2 separate regions of the Mus musculus genome follow, and region 2 is linked to region 1. A link is a contact called in public HiChIP or PLAC-seq data. All regions are on one chromosome and are shown on one strand. Each heading gives the region's core, a stretch centred on a gene start, on an enhancer-like site or on the middle of the called end of the contact. The rest is flanking DNA. Distances are from core to core; before and after follow the strand shown. Region 1 has its middle 270 kb from the start of Gm31326. Region 2 overlaps Ky (kyphoscoliosis peptidase).

Region 1 (7,054 bases), core at 2,237-4,736:
AAGCTCAGTGGAGTTGATCTCTGGGTGGTTGGGTGGGGTAATAATCTACACCAGGCTACTCAAAGGGAGGTCTGAAGACCTCAACCCCGGCACCATCCAGGAACTGATGGGAAACTCAGGTTCTTGGACCTCACACCAGCACTGCTGTGTCAGAATCCCCAGGTGATTTATAGGCACAATACAGTTTGAGAAACGCTGGCCTATACCTACCGACTCGGGTCCTGCCTTCAATCCAGTGTTTAATGAGCGCCCACTGTGTTCCAGTATTGTGCTGAGTATCACAGAAATAAAGATGAATAATGCATGGACTTCTCTAAAGGGCTGCTCACAGCTTATTTACTTCTTATTCTCTCTGCAGTCTCTCTTCAATCCTTGGCATTCTGGCTTTTGCCCTATCTCTTCACTGAAATGCTTCCTTTGAAGACCACTAATGACCTGCTTGTTGTCAAATTCAATTTTCTCCTCTCTGTAGCATTTAGTGCTTCTGATCAACACCTACCACTTAAAGGCCATCCTCTCTGGGTTTTGCTGACACGGGGCCATTCTGGCTCCGCTTTCCTTCCCTTCCTCTCTCCTCAACTCTTTTCCTGGCCCTTTTTTGTCTTAGAGGGCTCTTTCCTTCCCTTCTAAGTAGGTTGCCCTCACTCAGGTCTGTGGCATGAATTGTTTTTATTATAGAGGCTTTGACCCTCAGGGAACCCCAGATACATTGAAACTGACCTCTCTTTACCATAGTCTATACTGAAAAGCTGTGGGTAGAGTTTCTGATTGGGGGGTGGGGCTTTCACAGTGGCTGTGACTAGTTATGTTTGCTGTGGTATTGTTTGACAAGCTGGGTGGCTTAGCACAAAGGCATTGTCTTATGGTTTTTGGTTATGATGGAGCTGTACACCATAGATTTAGAATGCCCTGTGTTGTTGTTGGTGGTGGTGGTGGTTTGGTGGTTTTCTTTATTTCTTCCCCCCCCCCTTTTTTTTAAGGTTATAGCAGAGAATCTATTCCATTGTCTCTTCAAGCTTCTAGAGATTGCTATCTGCTTTGATCCTGAACACTTCTTCTACCTTCAAGGCCAGCCGAAATAAGCCTCATCTTCATACTGCAATGTGAAATGGACTTTGTTCTCTACAGTTTGGAAAGGGTTCTTAGGAAGTGAAATGGTTAGATTGGGTTTACCTGGATGATCTAGGATAATTTCCTGGCTGAAGATTCTCAAATAGCTTTGCAGATCCCTTTTGTACAGACACACACTCACAGTTGCCAGCGACTGGGATGTGTATGTGTCTGTGGAACCCATTGCTTTGCCACAATCATATGAGTGGAGTAGAGGTTAGAGGAAGGACTTTAGGGAGTGTCACTCATTTCCTACCTGATCAAGATGGATCCAAGACAAAATGAGATAACACTGCATCCCAGGACCAGTAAGATGGCGAGGCGAAGCTGGGATGGGAGAGCTCCGTCTCTACAACTCTCCTTTTGTTGACAGCTCCTAAAGTGATCCCACGCCAAGAGGCAGAGCAGCGCCTCCTAAGCTGTTCAAGGCTAACCTCATTATTTCCCCAGCCCATCTCTTGGTTTTTCCTGTCCCTGTTAACTTGCTACCCAAGGCAAAGGCTTCATTCCCAGGGTTGTTTTTGTTATCCATCATCTGAACGTGGCAAATGGCTGACGGGTCAGGTCCTCACTGCCTGTTTCTCAAGCGTACTCAGGCCACAGGCCCAGGGGTTGTTCTCTGCTCTCACCTTCCTTAGCCTAGGCCTTGAGTCAGCCTCGGTGACTTCATTACTGAGTTCACACTTCTTTCACTTCTGAAGCTCCATGACCTTCCCCAGGGAAGCTTTGAAGCCTGAAGACTTCAAAGACTGCCCACAGCCTTGGGATCAATGCAAACTTGGCATGGTTTTCAAAGCCAGTTTAACCGTTCTTTCCATAGCTTGCCTAATTTGTGCTAAGATTCATCTTGCACTTTATGCTGAGCCTCATTGGCTCTTCCCTTCTTTACCCAGGCCCTTCTATACTTTCTTACCTTCACTCTTTCCACTGTACTTGGTAATACCTCTCTCCTCTGACGTCTGCAGCCTTGAGCATGTTGGGACCGCAGCATCCAGCCCACTGTCATCATTCTCCTATCTAGACACACAGGGTGGTGTTGGGACAGTGGTTCTTTATTGCTGTGCAATTATCCATGTTTTTACTACTAACAAAGTTCTATCATGGGTTATGACTGTGCCAATGAATCTGCACCGTTCTTCAGATTGGTGGCGCTTCTGCTTACCCACGCTCTGCCATTGCTTCCTGTAGTTCCTGGCTTCCTCTAGGTGCTCATTCAGAGTAGATGAGTATCACTTTGTATTCAAGTCGGAGAACTAGCTAGCTAGCCTGGTCTACAGAGTGAGTTCCAGGACAGCCAGGACTATACAGAGAAACTCTGTCTCAAAAACAACCAAAAAAAAGAAAAAAGAAAAAAAAGAGAGAGTGAGAGAGAGAGAGAGAGAGAGAGAGAGAGAGAGAGAGAGAAATGAGTTGCCATCTACCAACTCCAGGGAGAGGCTTGGTCCGTGCTTTATACTCCGAATGTCTGTCTCACTTGGTCATTGAAGGAGGCAGAGACTCTAGTCTTCAGAAAGGCCAGAGGGAAAGCTGAGAAGCAGTGATCTCTGGGTTTCCTTTTCACTTAGAGATTCTGTGCAGTTATGCTTACAGGGAAAGCTGACGCCGTGTTCTGAGCACCGTTGCTCAGAAACCATCTGAGATGCATCCACTGTGCCCCCCGTGGCTTTCTATTTGGAGGCATTTAACTTTTATTACTTTTCTTTGTTCATTTAGTTGATCAATATTGTTTCCCGTGTGCCAAGCTACAGAAGAGAAGGGGATCAGAGAGGCTTCCGTTCTCACAGAGTCAGTCATGAGGATGAGGCAGCGTGGGTAGCAGCTATAACGGTAACTTGCCAAGGTGCACATGGTACAAAAGAACATGTACCACAGCACAAAAAAATGCCACGATGCAGGGGTGAGCATCACAAGCTTGGACTGCATTCTGAGTGTCAAAAAGATGCAGAGAACCTTCTGCACTAAGTTCCTTTTTACTTGGCCCCAGAAGGGGGTGGGGGGGGCAGAATTTAATGACTGGCAACAAAAAGAGAAATAGCAAGGGAAGGAGAGGTGGGTGTCAAGAGAAGGGATTAAAAAAAATCAGAGATGAGATTTGTTTACCCCCTGCACAGCTCGCCTGGGCACTGCCCAGGTGTGCCTATGAAGTGATACCATGGCCTTGTATACTGCACAGTCTGTACCTGGAAGGCTCTTCCAAGGTTATTCCACCAAGGAAGACCCTTATCCAGAGAGACGTGAGAATTTATAGTCCTGGGGCTTTCACTTGGTCCTTTGCTTGGTCACCATGGCAACAGTTGCTCCTGCTGCTCTGGGCTTGGCTTCCCTGGAGGTAGCCCTGTAATGATAATGTATCATCCTCATGCTGCTAAGAACAAAGCCTGCTGAAATTCCAGCCTCAGTTAAAATGAGAGGCCCTTCTCCAGGAGGTAGCAGCTGCTCTGACTAGGGGGGTGGGATCCGTGTTAGAAGGAAGATTTCTCATGAAGATACAGTTGGGTAGATGCAGATCTTGCTTCACATGGTAACTGTTCTGGTGATGGGGAAGCCAACTCCTAGCTCAGGTCTTCCCAGAAGCCCCGCAAATGTCTTCATTATTCAGAGAGAGAGGGAGAGAGAGAGAGAGAGAGAGAGAGAGAGAGAGAGAGAGAGAGAGAGAGAGAGAGAGAGAGAAAGCCATCCTTTGCTCTGGCCCAGAAGTGTGGCACAGGCCTGAGGGCATATCTCAAACTGAGTTCAGACTTACCACTTATTCCTCTGTAAAAAAAAAAAATAATGATAAGATCCATGGAAATGTTAACCAAGGGCCTGGCTGGTGAGGGAACTACAGGGAAAGGCAGGAAGGTACCACACTTTCAGCATAGAGGGCTAGAGGATGCTACCATCTTCTATCCAGTTGCATGGTTCTTTCCTGTGATTGCTCTGATCATCTGTCCACCCATCCCAGATGATCACAGAGAGTAACAGCATCCAGATTGGTCAAGCTCCGAGAAAGTTTTGGGCCTCGCTCCCTTTCCATTCGTGAACTTCGTTCAGATTTGGACTTTTAACTGAAGACGCCGACCTCCCCACAGTTCTCCACAACCACACTTTGCTGAACCAAGTGACACGATGCTTTTGTTTTCCACGGTCCGATTTGTGTCATCTCGCTAGCTAACAGCCATTTTTAACCTCCTAGGCCAGTCATGCTGGTCTTGCTTGTTGCTTGCAGAGGGTGAAAGATTTAGGACATTCATTCTTACTGGGTTCAAATTTTGTGAAGCAAAACTTATAAAAGTGTAGTGGGGAAAGTTTCTGAACACAGCTGACCAAGTGTATTTCATTTCACACGTGTGATAAAGGTCTGTACTCACAGCGCTGTAAATGTGTATCTCCTGTTCTCTCCCAGTCACTTACTGAGTATGTTTATCCATCTTTCTTAGGGTCCCATTAGAAAACTTGCTGGGGTTTAAGGAATGGATATACTCGGCTTCGGTGTGCGTGGACAAACACTGTTACAGCGGTCATATCAATTTGCATGCCTGTCAGTAGTTTCTGAAAGTTCTAGTTCCTCCAGAACCTTGTCAGCACTTGATCTTGTCAGTCTCGGCTACTTTAGCTCTCCTACTGAGTAGATCTTAGTAGATATGAGTTTGAATTTTCTACCCACTGCTGACATTAGTAATTTTCCGTGTTTGTTGGCCATTTGGATACTGTATATTTTCTTCAAATGTCTTGTTTACATTTTACTGAGTTGTATATTTAAGAATTTTAAGAATTTAAGTAAATACATATTTATGTGGAATCTGTTTAGGTTGTGTGGAGATACTTAAGTCTATGGATTCTTAAATCTTTGTCTGCCATTGGCCTTGACCATTTTCTCTTCAAATATTATTTCTACCTCTTTCTCTCTGCCCCCCTTTCTTTTGGCATTTTGACTACATAAAGCTTTTAAAATCTTGTTCTGTATACTCCATTCTCTCTCTCTGTGTGCATGTATGTGTGTGTGTGTGTGTGTGTGTGTGTGTGTGTGTACAGATGCCTGTCTGCCTGGGTGTCTATGTGTGGTATGTTACATGCATTTGATTGTGTAGGTATTTTCAAAAGTGCATACAGAGGTTAGAGCAAGACATTGGGCCTGTTCCACTACCACCCTCTCCCTGATATCCTTGTATGACGGTCATTGGATTGGAAATTTGTCCTTTCTGGCTCATGGTAAGCTCCCTGGATCAACCTCTCTGATCCCCAGTGTTAAAGTTACAGACACACACCACAGTGCTCTGCTTTTTATGGAGGTCCTGAGGATTTGAACTCCTGTCCTCATGCTCGCAGAACAAGAGCGCTCACCCACTGAGTCATCTCTCCAGCTCCCACCTCACTCTTTGCTATATTTATCATTTGTCCCCTATGTTTTAGTTTGTATATTTTAGTTTTTCTGCCTTTTCCAATCCATCAACCCTTTCTTCTGCTACGTCTAGCTCATTAAAGCCATATACCTAATCACTGAGTTCAGGCACTGCACTTACCAGTCTTAAAATTTCCATTTGATTCTTTTAAAGATAAATTCTGATAAAATTCTCCATTTGACATCAATTTTCTTGACTATATTAATGCCAATTATTTAAAGCTGAATATAATACTTTCATGTGCCCAGATTTATGAATTGAACCTAAGAGTTTCAAAATGAAACAGTAGACCCATTTCAATTGTTTCCCAGTAGACTTTGATAATTCCATCCTGACTTCTGTCATGCCTGGCTTATATTTTATGGGGTACTGTTCAAACGTACATGAGAAATTGCAGAGTTTCTGCTCAATGCCATTTTCCTCTGCAGAGGATTACATTTTCTTCTGGCCAGTAGATAAGGGAAGTTTATCTTTAATAATGGATGAAAATATTTCAGGGCTTGGTTTCATGTTTGGAGGGCTCATATATTCTTGATTGCCTTTAAACCCAAGCAGAACAGTTTAGATGTCTCAGCTGAAAACATGTATTGCTTATCAGGGATCAGGGCTCCTTCTCGTTGGCAGTCCTTCATAAACAAGCGTCAGTACACAAAATAGCATTTGATCACCACACGTCAGCTTGCACGCGGATTCCTCTGAGGATGGCTAAGCAGCCCTCATCTGCAGGAAACATGGCTTCTGGGGAACAGGCATACACATAGGAATTAAACCTCCACACACAGGAATTGCATTTCCACTCACTTCAGCGGGACCATCTCTGACCTCCTCTCCCTCCCCAAACACACACTTACTCTATCCCATCTCTATTTTATTACCATCCCTGCTTAACACCTGCTATTATAGCCTGAGGAATCCCAACTCAGTACTGTATTCCGGTGAACCCTGTTAGCTTAAGGAATCAGAGTTCTGCCTCTCAGATGCAAGAGAACTTTACTATCCCCTGGATCTGCCATCCTATGCATGCAGGCTCCTCTGAGAATGCATTCCCACCACACCAGTAACTGAAATTTCCCACCCAAGAGTGTTGTGATCAATCCGTTAATTTTCATCATTCTGTGCATTCCTGGTCACAGCTGTCACTGGTGAAACCAAATCTTCCCTAGGCCTCCACGGTCTCCTAGTATCTTATCCTTGATCTGATTCGTGCATCTCTGAGTTAGGGTCTCTCTCTCTCTCTCTCTCTCTCTCTCTCTCTCTCCCTCTCTCTCTCTCTCTCTCCCTCTCTCTCTCTCTCTCTCTCTCCACTGTGCACTGTGGTACCCTCTCTGTGCAGTTACAGTCCCTGATAGCTTCAGTTCTCTTTGAACATCCCTGGTGATTAGAGAGCCACACTTAGACCATGTGGAGCAGAGATAAAACACTCTTGCTATATTTTGGCTAAACTCTTGGACCACAGAATTTTCAAGAATATGAAAGAACAAAGACTAGCTTTTAATCGGCTATGCGTGGCTGGTTAGGAGGCAATAGGTAAATAAACAGTTAGAAAGTCCATCTATCTCTAG
Region 2 (7,013 bases), core at 1,083-3,582, 830 kb after region 1:
TCTGCATGAAACCACTTCTAGGCCTCTGCTTCAGTCCCCTCTGCCTCAATCTCCCTGCTGTGTCACAGGCACTGAGGAATTTGTGCCGCCAAAGGCTCACTCAATGTGGCTGTGGAAGAAGAGACAGAGGCCAGGGCCCTCTAGAAGAAAAAGGTGCTATGTAAATCCAAGGTATTGTGAAACGTACACCCCTGCCTGTGCCTGCTCTTGTGTTAGGACTTTGTTGCTGTAGAGCTGAATGGGAAAGCGGAGGTGTTGCGGGTGCTGAAAGCTTTCCCCACGATGCCTGCCTGGTGCTTGAGGCTGAATCTATGAGAAAGGTGTGCTCCCCCTGCAAGTAACATGGTGTTTCTCCCCACTACTTCTGGACCCCAGGGAATGTCGGGCCTGCCCATCTTCCACATTCCTAGTGCTCCTATTAGCTACTTCATGCTCTTCAAGAGCTTGCAAAGGGGGTGGGTGTAGAAAGCAAACCAGCTGACCCTCAGCCAACTGGAGGCTGCTGTCTCCTGATGCCTAGCATCTCTGAGATGTGCTAAGGGCAGGAAAGCAGCCGTGTGCACATTCGGATGTCCTGGCTGGGGACCAGGGATGGAGTGGGTTTGCAGGTCCAGCAACCCACATGGAAGGGTGAAGACCCCGATTCTATGTGCCTACCAGAGTTTAGCTGAGGGCCTGGAGATTGCCCCACCCCACCCCCCACCAGCCATCCTCAGGAGCCTCAAATGCCTACATAGCCCACTGGTAGCCTGGCTGATGACCTGGGCCCTGGGCAAGCAGATTAGCCCCAGCAGTTATCAGATACCAGGGATAGTGTCTGATAACAAGATGTTGCTCCTTCCTTACAAGCCAAACCAAGCTGAGGGGACCACCACCTGCCCCCTAGAGAAAGTGTTGGTCTCTGTCTCTGAGGAAAGCCCTATCATAGCCATTTTCCCTCCTGTCTTTCTCTGAGATGACAACCCCTGCCCTGAGTTCAACCTTCCTTCCATTGGGAACAGTTGAGGGCCTCTTACTTGCTCCGGCCTGTCCTAAAAAGCCTGAGCTGCCTAGCTGGCCCTCAGCAGCACCTGAGGCTGGTGTTTCCATGGCAACAGCTGAGGGGGGAAAAGCAGGCTGCTGCAAACAGGGAAGGCCTGAGGAGAGCCCCCCGACAAGAGGTTCCTGCAGTAGCATCCCAGTGCACAGATGTGCTCCAGGAGGGTCCCTACCAAATTTCAGGGTTCTAGGACTCTGCTCACTGTGCCTGTCTCAGGACCACCCCCCCCCCCAATCCCTCACTGCTCTCTAAGGAATGTCCTCAGGCTCAGCTGCCGCCAGAGCCAGCCTGGGATACTCACAGCCTCTACAGTCAAGTCTTTCCTCAGTAAGAGCCCATCAGACTCCTTCGATAAGTGGCTGACCCCTCATGCTAGATCCTGGGACTATAGAGGTGAACACAAAGGACTCAGCCATAGGCACCCGCATCTCTGGGTGGGCAGTCTGCCAAGTGGAACCTATCTGAAGACCTAGGAGCCCAGAACTTCAGCTCTTCATTCCCTTCTGCCCCTTTCCCACAGGTCCCCACTGCTACCCACCTGATACCACATAGCCCCCCTCCACCAGACTGGGTAGCCTCACTTGTGATTAGCATGGCTGCTAGGGGCTGAGCTGCCTTGGCTCATGTCCAGGGTCCTCTGGCAGTCTCAGCCCATCAGCATCTTGTCACTCACGCCTGGAAAACGCACCAAAGTGGGGTGGGGTGGGGTGGGAGGTGGCGTTGTCTCCACTACAAGAAGACGGTGGAGTTTGCACTGCCTGGAAACAGCCTTTCCTCACCCCTTTTATTTTATGAGCAGTAAGAACTGTGCTATGTTTTAACGAAATAGTAAGTGCTTCGGCGGTCCCTGCCACTCGCTAGACACAGCCGCGACAGCCACTGCTAGCCCTGCAGAAAATGATCCCCATGTTTTTTTCAAAACAGCATAATTAATCTATTCTGGAGCTTGTGGAGGATGCTACCCCACAAAACAGGAGCTGTCCTCAGCACCAGAGACCCAGACCGAGCCTCTCCCAGCGGCCCGGGTCAACCACACGCTCCGCCCTCCTCATATAACCAGGTAGTCCCTTTGTCAAGGCAACTGTAGGTGCACTCGGAAAAACGCCTGCGTTTCTTTTTACTGAAGCAAAGATACACGAAACCGAATCCAATCTTCATGAATTTTTACACGCATGCTGCTCAGCCTGAAAATTTGGAGGCTGCGTTTTGAAGGCTTTTTATTCAAATCCCCCTCTTTGTCTGCTGGTCCACGAGTCTCATTGGCCGATCAAATGGCACGAGCGCCCCCTGGTGGATCACGTGCGAAGTTGCCACCGCTGCAAACCCCCAAGCTGGCTCTTTTTATGATGTTTGTTAAAAATCACTAGGTGCTTTCTCGTCCCTTGCGGACAAGTTATGCTGTCTACGGCATCCACATCGTGGATAGTTATCCTCGTGGTTGATATGCCAATGTCAGCGTTGTCTTGCAGACTGTCAGAAGAGCCTGGGGAGACTTCCCTGGCCTGGCGTGGTGAGAAGATAGGATGGGATTAAGAATTGAGCATCTTGCCCAGAAAGCTTTTCCTGAGACAGAAACCCTGGGCACAGGAATGCCTGTCTGGGGTCGCTGTGATCACACTCATTACTATGGCAATGACAGGCTGAAACTGATCAAACTCAGCGTTTTGCCAGGCAGGCCCCAGGATGGGCGCCAGGGTGCAGAAGGATGGGGCGTGGTGAGGCAAAAGGGTGCAATTAAGCTCTTTCAGCTTGCTTCAAAAGTGCCACCAGCTCAGCTGGACTGTTCTCTGTCTGATTGTGAATATTTTGAGTTCTCCATATGTTACATTGTCCCACGAGGACGGACTCCTCCCGGCCCACAGAGATTAAAGAGACGTAAATAGATTAACTGAAGCATGAAGGATTTGAGCTAGATATAAAGAACCATTTCCTGTTGTGAAGCAGGAGGGACACGTTGCCAATAAACTCTCGGCGAAATTCTCAAAGGACTTGAAAAGGAGAAAAGTTCCCGCAGTGGTCCGGCATTTTCTTTGCCGTGCTTACTGAAGCGGTTGGGTTCTCCCTCCGCTAACTCGTAACTCTTAAACAGTACTGGTTGGCCGGCAGTAAACACCAGGTTAATGGTGTGACCATATAGCTCACTGTTGTGGGATTTCAAAGGCCGTTTATCTGAGGTCTGCCATTTCCTTTCATCTGGAGTAAGTAAAGCCGCAGAGGTGACTATTTCTCCCCGTGTGTGCTGAGTAGTGTGGGCCACTGGCTGTTAAAGATGCTGTCCTCACATTGTTGCTGGGGTTCTTTTTCAATAAAATTTATATTCATTTTTATCCAACAATGTAATTATCGATCCATCCTTATCGCTGCTCTTACAAGGAGAAAAAAAAAAAAAAACAACCAAGGGGGGAGGGCAACACTTTCATGTTCAAAGGATGCTTTTAAAAAAAAGAAAAGATCAATGTCCCCGCCATTTGAACGTGATGGGGAGATGCAAATGGGGTGTTGGGCAAATAGCGATTCCACATTAAAGAAAACATAATTAGGTCAGCCCCGGCCCTCCGAGGCTCACGTGCCTTTGAAGAATCCGAAGACCACGCTTCCTTCATTGAATCTTGTTTAACTTGAACATTTTAAAGTCAGCCCAAATTTCTTTTTAGAGTGGGAGAAGAAAAACGTGCCAAAATTTTTCCTGTCAACCTACTTTTGGGGTGCTGAATATATGCTATACGTTTCTTGATATTCACGCACACACTCGAAACTTTCCAGGTTGCCTAAACTGATTACTCGTAAATTAGACATTTAGAGGACTGGAGGAAAAAAGAAAAAAATGAAAATCTAGACACCTCTGAGAAGCTGCTGTAACCATGGAGACCATTCTCATAGCTGTAGTGTGAAGGGCAAAAAGATTTGTGTTCCCAAATCTGAGCTTATCGCATCCCTCATTGCCAGACACAAAAACCCGAGATGTGTTACACTTCATCCTTGGGGTGGGGGTTCACAGAGGAATGCAATCCACGGGTAAGGGAAGTTTCTAATGACACACTATGGAGCAATCGGAACAAACTGTCTCTAGGTCTTAGGTGCAGTAGAAGGACAAACTCTTAAATTATTGGAACGGGCTGCAAGTTCCCAACCAAGAGCTGGAATAGACTGACCTCCGATGTTTCTTCCAGTCCAGAGGCTCTGTGAAGCTGTGTCTTTGTGAACAGATGATGGCAGGCACCAGCCTGGGCTTGTCAGTTAGGCAACATCTGAAGGGCCCTGCTGTGTTAAGAGCCTGCTCCCTAAGCCCCGGGCATGCTACACCGCACGCCTTTTACTTTCCTGCGGGCGGGCGAGGGGATGCACAGGCTCAGCAGGTGGACAGACCACAGGGAACCAGCAGCCCAGACAGAGGCTGGTCCACTGTGATTTGCAGACAGAACTGAACAAGACTAAGATGTCTCGAGGAAGTCTCTTTTCTTCCACCTCATCCTCAGACCTCAAGTCAGAAAAATTATTCTTAAGGCAATCAAATTCCTGCGGAGGATGCCTAGGGGTGTCCTGTGACCTCTACCATCCTCCATGGCAAGATCTGGTCCATATGGAGGCTTTGGGGCCTTGTCTCATGTGCTTCTTCACCCACTGTGAGTGCTCAGGCCCACCACTCCCTCAGCGCCACTTCTTGGGCCTCTGTGTGCCAAGGTGGGTCCTGCCTAGGTCATTACTGTCCACACCAACCTCAGATCTGAACATCCACCCCCACCTGAGCTGTGTTCAGACAAAATGCTTTTCATGATCCTTCCCAAGGAAGTTCATGGTCTCTGGAGAAGGCACTGGTGGGCAAGGTAAGTCTTCAAACAAAAATTGATTTTAGGTCTACAATCCTACCTCCTTAAACACACCTGATCCAGCTTGATCTCTGAAGCTAGGCAGGGCCAGATCTGGTTAATGCTTCAATGAGAAACAAAGGCTTATTTTGATAGATAATCAAGAGAGTGCCCAGTCACCTCCTTCTCCTCTAGAGACATCATGTCAAGTGCTTCATTCCCAAGGATAGTGTAATGATGGCTCTTCAAAGAGGGACACAGATGAGGGGCCATGGAGAGACGTCTCCCCTGCAGTTGAGTGAGCTGTAAGCAGCAGCTTTAGTTCAAAGGCTGCCTTCCTGTGATCCTCCTGGACCAGCAATGGCATGCACTGATCACGTAGAAGCACCAGTCAGAGCCAGCATCAAGCTTTGGGAATTCAGTGTCCTGGAGACCATGGCTGTGCAACATAAAAGGCCAGCGATCGGGACCAGGTAGGCAGCACCTCAGACTGAGATGGGACATGACAGGAAGCCCCAAAGCACAGGTCCCCTGGTGAGTCCCCTGATGGTAGGGGCTATGGCGACAATCCTTAGGATAATCAATAGGAGACACCACAATCCACACTACCCTTCTTTTGAACATGTTGGTCCCTGTTGTAGCGACAGTCTTCCCTCCCTCTCTCCTGGAAAAGCCTTGCCTGGCCCTCATCCATCCTCCGGGCTCACATCATATTTGTGACTCAGAACTCTGCACAATCGGGTGATGAGAAGGGATTGGAACTTCACCACTGAACTGCAATTTTTTTCCATACAGTTTTATTCAAAAAATATTTTCATACAATATATTCCAATTATGGCTTTCCCCTCCCAGATCCTTCCAAACTCTCCATCCATCCACCGCCATGCCCTTTCTTTCTCTCATTTTGGAAAGCAAACAAGCCCATCGGTGGTGATGCACACCTTCAACCCTAGCACTTGGGAGGCAGAAGCGGGTGGATCTGAGTTCCAGAATCTCTAGGAGTTCGAGGCCAGTCTGTTCCACAGAATGAGTTCTAGGACAGCCAGGGATACAGGGAGAAACCCTGTCTCAAACAAACAAACAACAACAAAGCAAACAAAATGGCAAAGAAAAATAATAATTTAAAAAGAAAGAAACACACACATACACCAACAAAAATTCAAAATTGTGGAGCCGAAGAGATGGCTCATCAGTTAAGAGCACTGGCTGCTCTTCCAGAGGTCCTGAGTTCAATTCCCAGCAACCACATGGTGGCTCACAACCATCTGTAATGGAATATGATACCCTCTTCTGCATGAAGACAAAGCATGAATATATATTTTTAAAAACACAAAATTGGACACCATGATACATACATGAGGAGATCAGTAAAACTGAAAAAAACTGAAAAAAAAAAAAAAAAAAAGACCCAAAGCAAGATGAGACCAAAAGTCTACAAAAATAGCATTGAGTTGGTTTGTGTTGGCCACCGGCTGCTGGGTCCAGAGCTTACATGTGTGGCTAATACACCCAATGACAGTCCACTGGAGAAATTCAGTTTTTCCTTCGCGAGTGGGTATCAACTGCAGAGAGCTTCTTGGTTGGAGACAGGAGCTCCGGTCCACTTCCCCCTTCTCAGAACTGAGAATTCTTGGAACACACACTTTGGTTCTGCTTCTTGGCACACGCTGGGTGCTTGATAAATGCTCAGTAAGTGTTTTCTTGGGAAAACTGAGAAGGGATGTGAACGGAGCTGCCAGCAACCATTCCTTGAACATTTGTAGAGTGTTTCGTTTTCCCAGAACTGGCCCTTGTGGTTTCATTCAACTCTGCCTGCCACAGCCTGGATGGTGAGAGAGGCCGAGAGTCTCAGGGGAGGATCCCAACCCAGCGAAGGGGGAATGGCTGCCCTGGGGATGGGGGGGGGGGGGGGGCTGAGGGCTGGTTGCTAGTGACCTTCAGAGACAAAAGTGACCCCTTTACCTAGACCTCAACTTATTCTTGAGGCTCTCTCTGAGGGGGTGTAGGCTTAGTCTGTGGACTGTGACTGAATGCAAGATTTCTATGTGAAGGTGGGCTCAGGGCCTCCTCATCTATGAAAGACCCATGGAGTTGCTGTCCCCATATCTAACTGTGGCTTGGTCTGTTTAAAGGAGGTCTGGAACATGAGCCTGATGCTTCTGTTTGAC

What was found. HiChIP or PLAC-seq counts read pairs in DNA pulled down with a chosen protein or histone mark.
Region 2: a contact with region 1 is called in an H3K4me3 HiChIP or PLAC-seq map of embryonic hindbrain, with 6 times the contacts expected there. The contact joins two enhancer-like sites. A contact is called at or near these places in 2 of 484 Hi-C or Micro-C datasets (cerebellum and cortical neurons), 4 of 115 datasets of contacts at active chromatin or transcription factors (differentiating embryonic stem cells, embryonic forebrain, embryonic hindbrain and 1 more) and 1 of 9 other capture datasets (embryonic stem cells).

Annotation. Positions count from the first base shown.
Region 1 is chr9:101,714,750-101,721,803 of GRCm38.p6, forward strand. No RefSeq gene overlaps it. Among named protein-coding and RNA genes, the nearest start is that of Gm31326, 270 kb to the right of the region's middle. Within about 2 kb of position 3,487, at least 16 of the 459 cell types and tissues checked have an H3K27ac peak or open chromatin away from gene starts, as enhancers often do.
Region 2 is chr9:102,542,874-102,549,886 of GRCm38.p6, forward strand. It overlaps Ky (kyphoscoliosis peptidase), which reads left to right. Exons shown (of 11, transcript NM_024291.3): 11 at 1-3,366. Among named protein-coding and RNA genes, the nearest start is that of Gm29387, 13 kb to the right of the region's middle. Within about 2 kb of position 2,333, at least 90 of the 459 cell types and tissues checked have an H3K27ac peak or open chromatin away from gene starts, as enhancers often do.